Regions from separate parts of the Mus musculus genome. Here region 1 is linked to region 2. A link is a contact called in public Hi-C data. All regions are on one chromosome and are shown on one strand. The core of a region is the stretch at or near the end of the contact, and the rest is flanking DNA. Distances in the headings are between cores, read along the strand shown.

Evidence for each region. A called contact is a pair of places that touch in the nucleus more often than the background predicts.
Region 1: a Hi-C map of Sertoli cells shows a contact between it and region 2, with 4 times the contacts expected there. The contact joins the promoter of Mpdz here to the enhancer-like site in region 2. A contact is called at or near these places in 5 of 39 promoter capture datasets (the 3T3-L1 cell line, 3T3-L1-derived adipocytes, hippocampal neurons and 1 more), 2 of 484 Hi-C or Micro-C datasets (Sertoli cells and nephron progenitors), 1 of 115 datasets of contacts at active chromatin or transcription factors (the NIH/3T3 cell line) and 3 of 9 other capture datasets (adipose tissue, liver and pancreatic islet).

What each region holds. Positions count from the first base shown.
Region 1 is chr4:81,441,520-81,444,854 of GRCm38.p6, forward strand. It overlaps Mpdz (multiple PDZ domain crumbs cell polarity complex component), which reads right to left and starts at 1,296. Exons shown (of 47, transcript NM_010820.3): 1 at 1,117-1,296.
Region 2 is chr4:81,308,714-81,311,625 of GRCm38.p6, forward strand. Mpdz (multiple PDZ domain crumbs cell polarity complex component) reads right to left here. Exons shown (of 47, transcript NM_010820.3): 28 at 1,444-1,606. Among named protein-coding and RNA genes, the nearest start is that of Gm25803, 28 kb to the right of the region's middle. Within about 2 kb of position 1,313, at least 59 of the 459 cell types and tissues checked have an H3K27ac peak or open chromatin away from gene starts, as enhancers often do. A contact at or near this core is called in the NIH/3T3 cell line, Sertoli cells and adipose tissue, where this site is marked.

The DNA.
Region 1 (3,335 bases), core at 46-2,545, 130 kb after region 2:
AATTCAGTAGATCATTTTCTGGGTGACAGAATTTGGAGCACCCTAAAAACAAACTTAACTCCCTCACCAAACCACCATCAGGGTTCTGTGGTAAAATTAGAACGTGGTAAAGGAAGAAAGAAAACCAGAAGAAACTAGAAGAATCCAAGGAAGAAAGGAATGCATGAAAGACACAGCACACATATGCACTATTATCAATATGCTGAAAAAAAGTCCCATCAATTTTTGCTTATTTTTTTTAAATGGGGTGAGGAAGATAAGACAAATTACAGAGCCTTCCTCTATCCATAATAGCCCAGGTGCACTTTTCCAAAACTTTATATTAGAACTTGAAATTAAAAGCGTTCAAAGTTTAGTTTTATTAAAGTTTTAAATGTAATTGCTATTCTGGATTCTATCAGCCTCTAAATCCGTAATAAACTACATTGGATAATTTGATCGTTGTAAAATCTTCATCATCTCTTAACAAGTTCTACATGCAAAAACCTCCCAAACCCCTAGGACCAATCCCCCCCACACACCCTGTTCCCAGATCATTAATTTATGAAGGGCATCCTAAACGAGGGTCTATGGACACACAAAGGTGATGTCAACTGCACAGCTGTCCTACAGCACAGGATGAGGTGGCCTGGGCTCAGTTCTCAGATTCATCCCCTCAGGACACTAAAACAATACTGAGAGGAGTTTTCCCTCTGGCTGGTGAAGTCGCGGTCCTCTTATCTGATGCTAGAAGGAAACCCCAACCTTCGCCCGCAGGCCTGCGTATCCTCGGCGTCCTCCCCCCGCAGAGCAGCCCCCTCGCGCCCGCCCCGGCTGCCACCGCCCCCTCCTCCTCCTCCTCCCCGCCGCCAATGACCCGGGAAGGAACTGCCCAGTCCCCGAGTCCCTGGAGAATAAATAGCAGCCCAGAGAGCACCATCGCGCCCCACGAAGCAGGGCTCAGACACAAAGCGCCTCCCGCACGCTCCCCCACCCCCACCAGGCCCGGGCCCTCCCGCACTCCCCGGGCCCGCGCACAGCAACAGGCGCGCAGGCCGCGCGGAGAGCACGGCGGGGAGCGCGCAGCCCGGGAAACTTCCAGAGTCCCGGGGGCAGGGCTCGGGCGGGGCCGCTTACCGGGCTCGGCGGCCTGGCGGGGATTCCCGGGGTGGGCAAAGCGCTCGGCTCCTCTCCGCTGTAGTCGCGGCCCTCGGAGCGCCGTGTGGCGCGAACGCTCACGCGTGGCCGGAGAACCGGAGCCCGCGGCCGGCCAGCCTTGCTGCGCGCGGACCAGCCTCCCGGAGGCCGCGGGGCTGCGGGAAGCCGTGACGCCGGCGGGGCGCGCTGGCCAATCAGGGGCGCGGCCCAGCCGCCGCCGAGATGGAACGACCGGCGCACGGGCCCGGGCCCGCGTGGGTGACGGACAAGCGCGAAGGCGGCGGGGCGTGGGGCAGGCTCCTAAATGTGACTTCCAAAGGAAGTGCCCTTTTTTTAAGTATAGCGTTTCACACATATTGACGCGAGAAATACTTGCACTCCAGTGTTGCTGATATTTTATCAAAAACTTGAATTGGGCTAGGAATGTAGTTTTTGTGTTTTATGCTCCCGGCCCCTGCATTGGTAGTCTCTAGTTGCAGTTCTCCTAGTTCTTGGTGAGGACTGCCCTCTGCATTCGTGGCCTCTTGAGAAACGAGGTGGTCAAGGGAAGTCCTTTTTTGAGAAGTTACTTAGCACATCAAGATGCGTTCTTAGCCTGGTGAGACAATAAAAAGAAAAAAAGCAGCAAACTCCTCCGGGAAAGTGCTCAGAGTTGTCTGCTACTGGGAATTGGGGTGGGAGGGAATGCCCCTTTTCTGTTTTGTGACTTTTACAATTGTCTTTCTGTTGACCTCAGCTCTGGAGTCCCACAGTCTATCCCCAACCCCACACCCATTAAAGAAAATACAGCTCGCTCGCTCTTTTTTCTAAGTCTAATATTAGAGTGAACAATTTAAAACTCTCAGACTTTAAAATACAAGAATTGCGTTGTAATTTTATTTTGTCTAATAAAAAGCGATTTGCGTTTCTCTAACATTTACTAAATATTAAAGGAGGAAGCACGTGAAATGCACAAGAATGAAAGTGTTACCGTTCAATGAAAATTTTTGCTTGCTAATGTGAGTTGATTAAAGTGGATTCAGTGTCTTGGGTGGAGACAACACAGGGCCCAAACCTTCAATTCCCTTGGTTCCGCAAATATGAATCAGCATAGATTTGACATGCAGGAAAATGTGAACTCTGACTGGATGTCTTCAGAATGTGTGGATATGAGTCAGTTCTAGGATTTTTGAAAATGAAGATGTAGTTCGTCTGAGGGACATTTCATCCCATCTTCTCTTCCTCCCACAGTGCATTTGTGGGAATCTGTTCTATCAGGCGTCCCATCTTAAAACCAAACACAAAGGTAAAGAGAAGGGGCTAGGGTTAGGGGTAGGGATGGAGAGGATCTATCCACAGTTCTGTCTCTACCCAGTGTGTTCTTGATCACAGCTGCGCAAGAGACCCTTACTTCTGGGCCTGTCACTGCTCTGACAGTTGTCTTGGTAAGGGCCTTCTACTGCCTAAACTCATGGGGTGTATTTCTCATCTCATAGTTTGTACTGGCTGGTTTTGTGTGTCAACTTGACACAAGCTGAAGTTATCACAGTGAAAGGAGCCTCCCTTGAGGAAATGACTCCATGAGATCCAGCTGTAAGGCATTTATTTTCTCAATTAGTAATCAAGTGGGGAGGACCCATTGTGGGTGGTGTCATCCCTGGGCTGGTAATCCTGGGTTCTATACGAAAGCAAGCTGAGCAATCCAGGGGAAGCAAGCCAGTAAGTATCATGCCTCCATGCCCTCTGCATCAGCTCCTGCTTCCTGACCTGCTTGAGTTCCAGTCCTGACTTCCTTTGGTCATGAACAGCAAAGTCTAAACTGAATAAATCCTTTCCACTACAACTTGCTCCTTGGTCATGATGTTTTGTGCAGGAATCGAAACCGTGACTAAGACATAGTTTATGTTTTCTCATGCATTCACAGAGGCTGTAGAGACTCCTAAGCAAGAGCTAGACTTCGAAGCTTCCTTGTTTTCAAGTAGATCTGCAGGTCCTGGGGCATCCCTGTCTTTGCCATCTTTGAATACTGGAGGTCCTCAAGGTTCAGTTATGAATCTTCTTTCTGTTTTAAATGTACCTTTAAATCCATTTTCACTTCCACCTTCTCATCGAATGGCCAAGAATGTGCAAATTTGTATGTTCAGTTCAAGCATTTCCATATATTCAAGCATTTATTGAATATATCCATTTGCCTGGCTCTAACCTGGCTTTCCCAAAAG
Region 2 (2,912 bases), core at 63-2,562:
CTGGGAAAATCAATTGACCACTTGGAGAAGAGAATGGAGCTAAAATACTCAGAATTCTTTACTTCACTGGTCAGTGGAAGCTTCTTTAACAGAGGCAAATCTACAGTATGCCTCACATCATGATGGACAGCTACCCAGAGGGAAGAGAGTGGTCACAGAGCCATTAGGCCAGAACAAGTTCATATACCCGTCCCAGCCTTAAGCCCTATGCCCTAACTACGTGATCTCCTGATCAACAGTTTGTCTACTCTCTTTAATCTGAGAGGTAAGGCCACACATAGGTGCTCAAAGCAAAAGCCCATATCAACGAGCCATCTTAGACATGGAAGCCTGATGAGCACGCCAATCATCCCACGGGAGCAGTCCTAAGTTCTTATTTGTTAAACCATTATGTTTTACGGTAACCTGATTTAAAAAAACAAACAACCACCTGTAGCATTTGGATAATTTTGATTTGGTGATCACATCTGACAAATTATCTCTTAGAAAACTACTCTATAGGGCTAATGACCTGCACTTATGTTCACTCTTTCCTACATCACTTAAATAAACATCTGTGGACCCCTTTTGGAATCAAGCCGGTTAACTTTACTGTTCTATGCTTTCTAAAGTATGTGCAGTGTAAACTTCTTAAAGTGGACAAGTAGGTTATTAAGATAAAACTTTTTGAGAAATGGTTCAGTGTTAATAGTATTCTTTGTTCTTGCAAACAAACCCTGTTTAGTTCCCAGCACCCACAGAGTGATTCACAACCGCCTATAACTCTAGTTCCAGAGGATCTGAGGCCTTCCTAGTATTACCCAGGGCTCCAGACACACATGTGGCGAACACGCGCACATTCAGGGAAAACATTCATCCACATAAAATCAAACACATAAATCTAAAACATTTTTGAAATTAAACTTTTTAATATGATGAAACATTCATGACTTTTGGCTCAATTTAAAGCATGGAGGACTGTGTCAGCATTCCTCAGACGTTACCTAATACAATATTAGAAACCTGAGAGAACTGTATTTAAAACTTGAGACAACTTGCCAAATGCCCAAGAGTTGATCTTAATAATTATAATCACGTTCTAGTACCCAAAATACCAGAACTTCAGGGCATAATACCACTAATCATCAGCTACTACAGAGAGGAATCTAAAGCCTCTAAAGGGCCGGGGTTGTGCAAGAGAGCTGATCCCGTACCGGGATCCGAGATGATGTCTTGACTGCTATAATTTTCGTATGAGAAGCAAGAGGGCTTTATGAGAAAGTTTAAAGTAAAGGAGGGAGGTGATGTCATACCTCAGGAATGCACATTGTATTCAAGGAAAACAAACAGTCACCCTCCCACCTACAACTGCAGCATATATCACTAGAGTCAAGTCATACAGAACAAACCCAGAGCGATTTCAACACTTCTTATAATTAAGGACATCACACCGAGACAACTTACTCCAGCTGTAACCAAACTCATCCTCTTTGTCCTCATCTTCTGAGACTGCGGTTGCAGATGGCTGTGCACAATCACTACCCATTTCTGAGAACACTGAAGGAGAGGAGGGAGGAACATTGCACAATGCAGGCTTCTCTGTCTCAGATTCTGACTGGCTGGGTGCCTGTGGGGACAAAAAGAATCCAGTGGGCATGTGCAATATCATGAACACTTTAAGGGAAACAAATAAGAATATAATTCCAAAACCAAAGGCCAGCTCTAAAATGTTCTCCAAATAATAGAAAGCTTGCATATGCATGTAAGAATCGTTAGACAGGATATGGGAATCAACATAATTCATTAAATTGTTATTTGCTAATCTAAACAAATGAACAACTCAATTTGAAAGCTTAAATGACTTAAAAGAGAAAAATATTCAATTTCCCTACTGGAGAGAAAAATGTAAGGATTTGTGCAGATCTTATAGGTCATTCAAGTCTATCAAGGAAAACAAAAATAGGAAGCAAATTAACAAAGAAATATCCCTTAAGAGGTGTTAGTGAGGGCCACTGATATGGATAAGTAGGTAAAGGCCCCTGAGCAAACAAAGCCTAGGGGCCTGAGTTCAAAACCTAGGCTTGCAGAGTCGAAGGGAAGAACTGATTTCCACGAGCCAACTTATGATCTCAGACCATACATGTGCATGTCCATATACCCACACGCACAAAATAAATGAATATAGTACTAATAACAACAAAACTCGGAAGCAAGGCTATACATGAACACTCCTCCTATTTTGTGGACCTGGGGACTGCACCCGGGATCCTGCACATAGTAGGTGGTCTGTGGAGTCACAGCTCCAGCCCCACGTGAACACTTCTTTGTTGCTACTTGAATCCTTTCTCTGAACAACTCTGAACAACTCCACAGAAATAGTACTACATATGCAGGTTGCTCTCACAGGACAGCCTGCTTGTGAACATACAGAACAGATGCGGCTCTGTCAGGTGATGGTTAAAACCACCTCCAACGTCTTATTGCTACAGTGGCTCACGAGAGATCCTTTCAACACAGCCAGATGCGGCATGCCTTTTGTCACTAAGGATCACTGGTACTATTTTAAAAATTTAATTTGGTATAATCAGGTTCGTATATGAGCTATTACTGGGCAGGAGGTTGGAATTTGAAAGGCCTGTAAACTATTTAGTCCCCCAGATTCCTTCACTTATTGCTCAGATGAACAAACTAAGGCCAGCGAAGGAGAAATCTTTAAAAGCAGGTGCTAGTCTTGTTTCTCTTTAGTTCTTTTCTATCACATTTATTTACGTAGCATGGTTGACTTGGGAGTGTGCATGCCTCAGAGTGAGCGTGGAGCACAGAATAGCTTGCTAGAGCTGGTTTCTATACCAGGCAGTTTCTAGGCACTGAACTCAGTCTATCGGTCTTGATGGCAAGCACCTTGAGCTGCTCAGCCACCTTGCTGCTAAGTT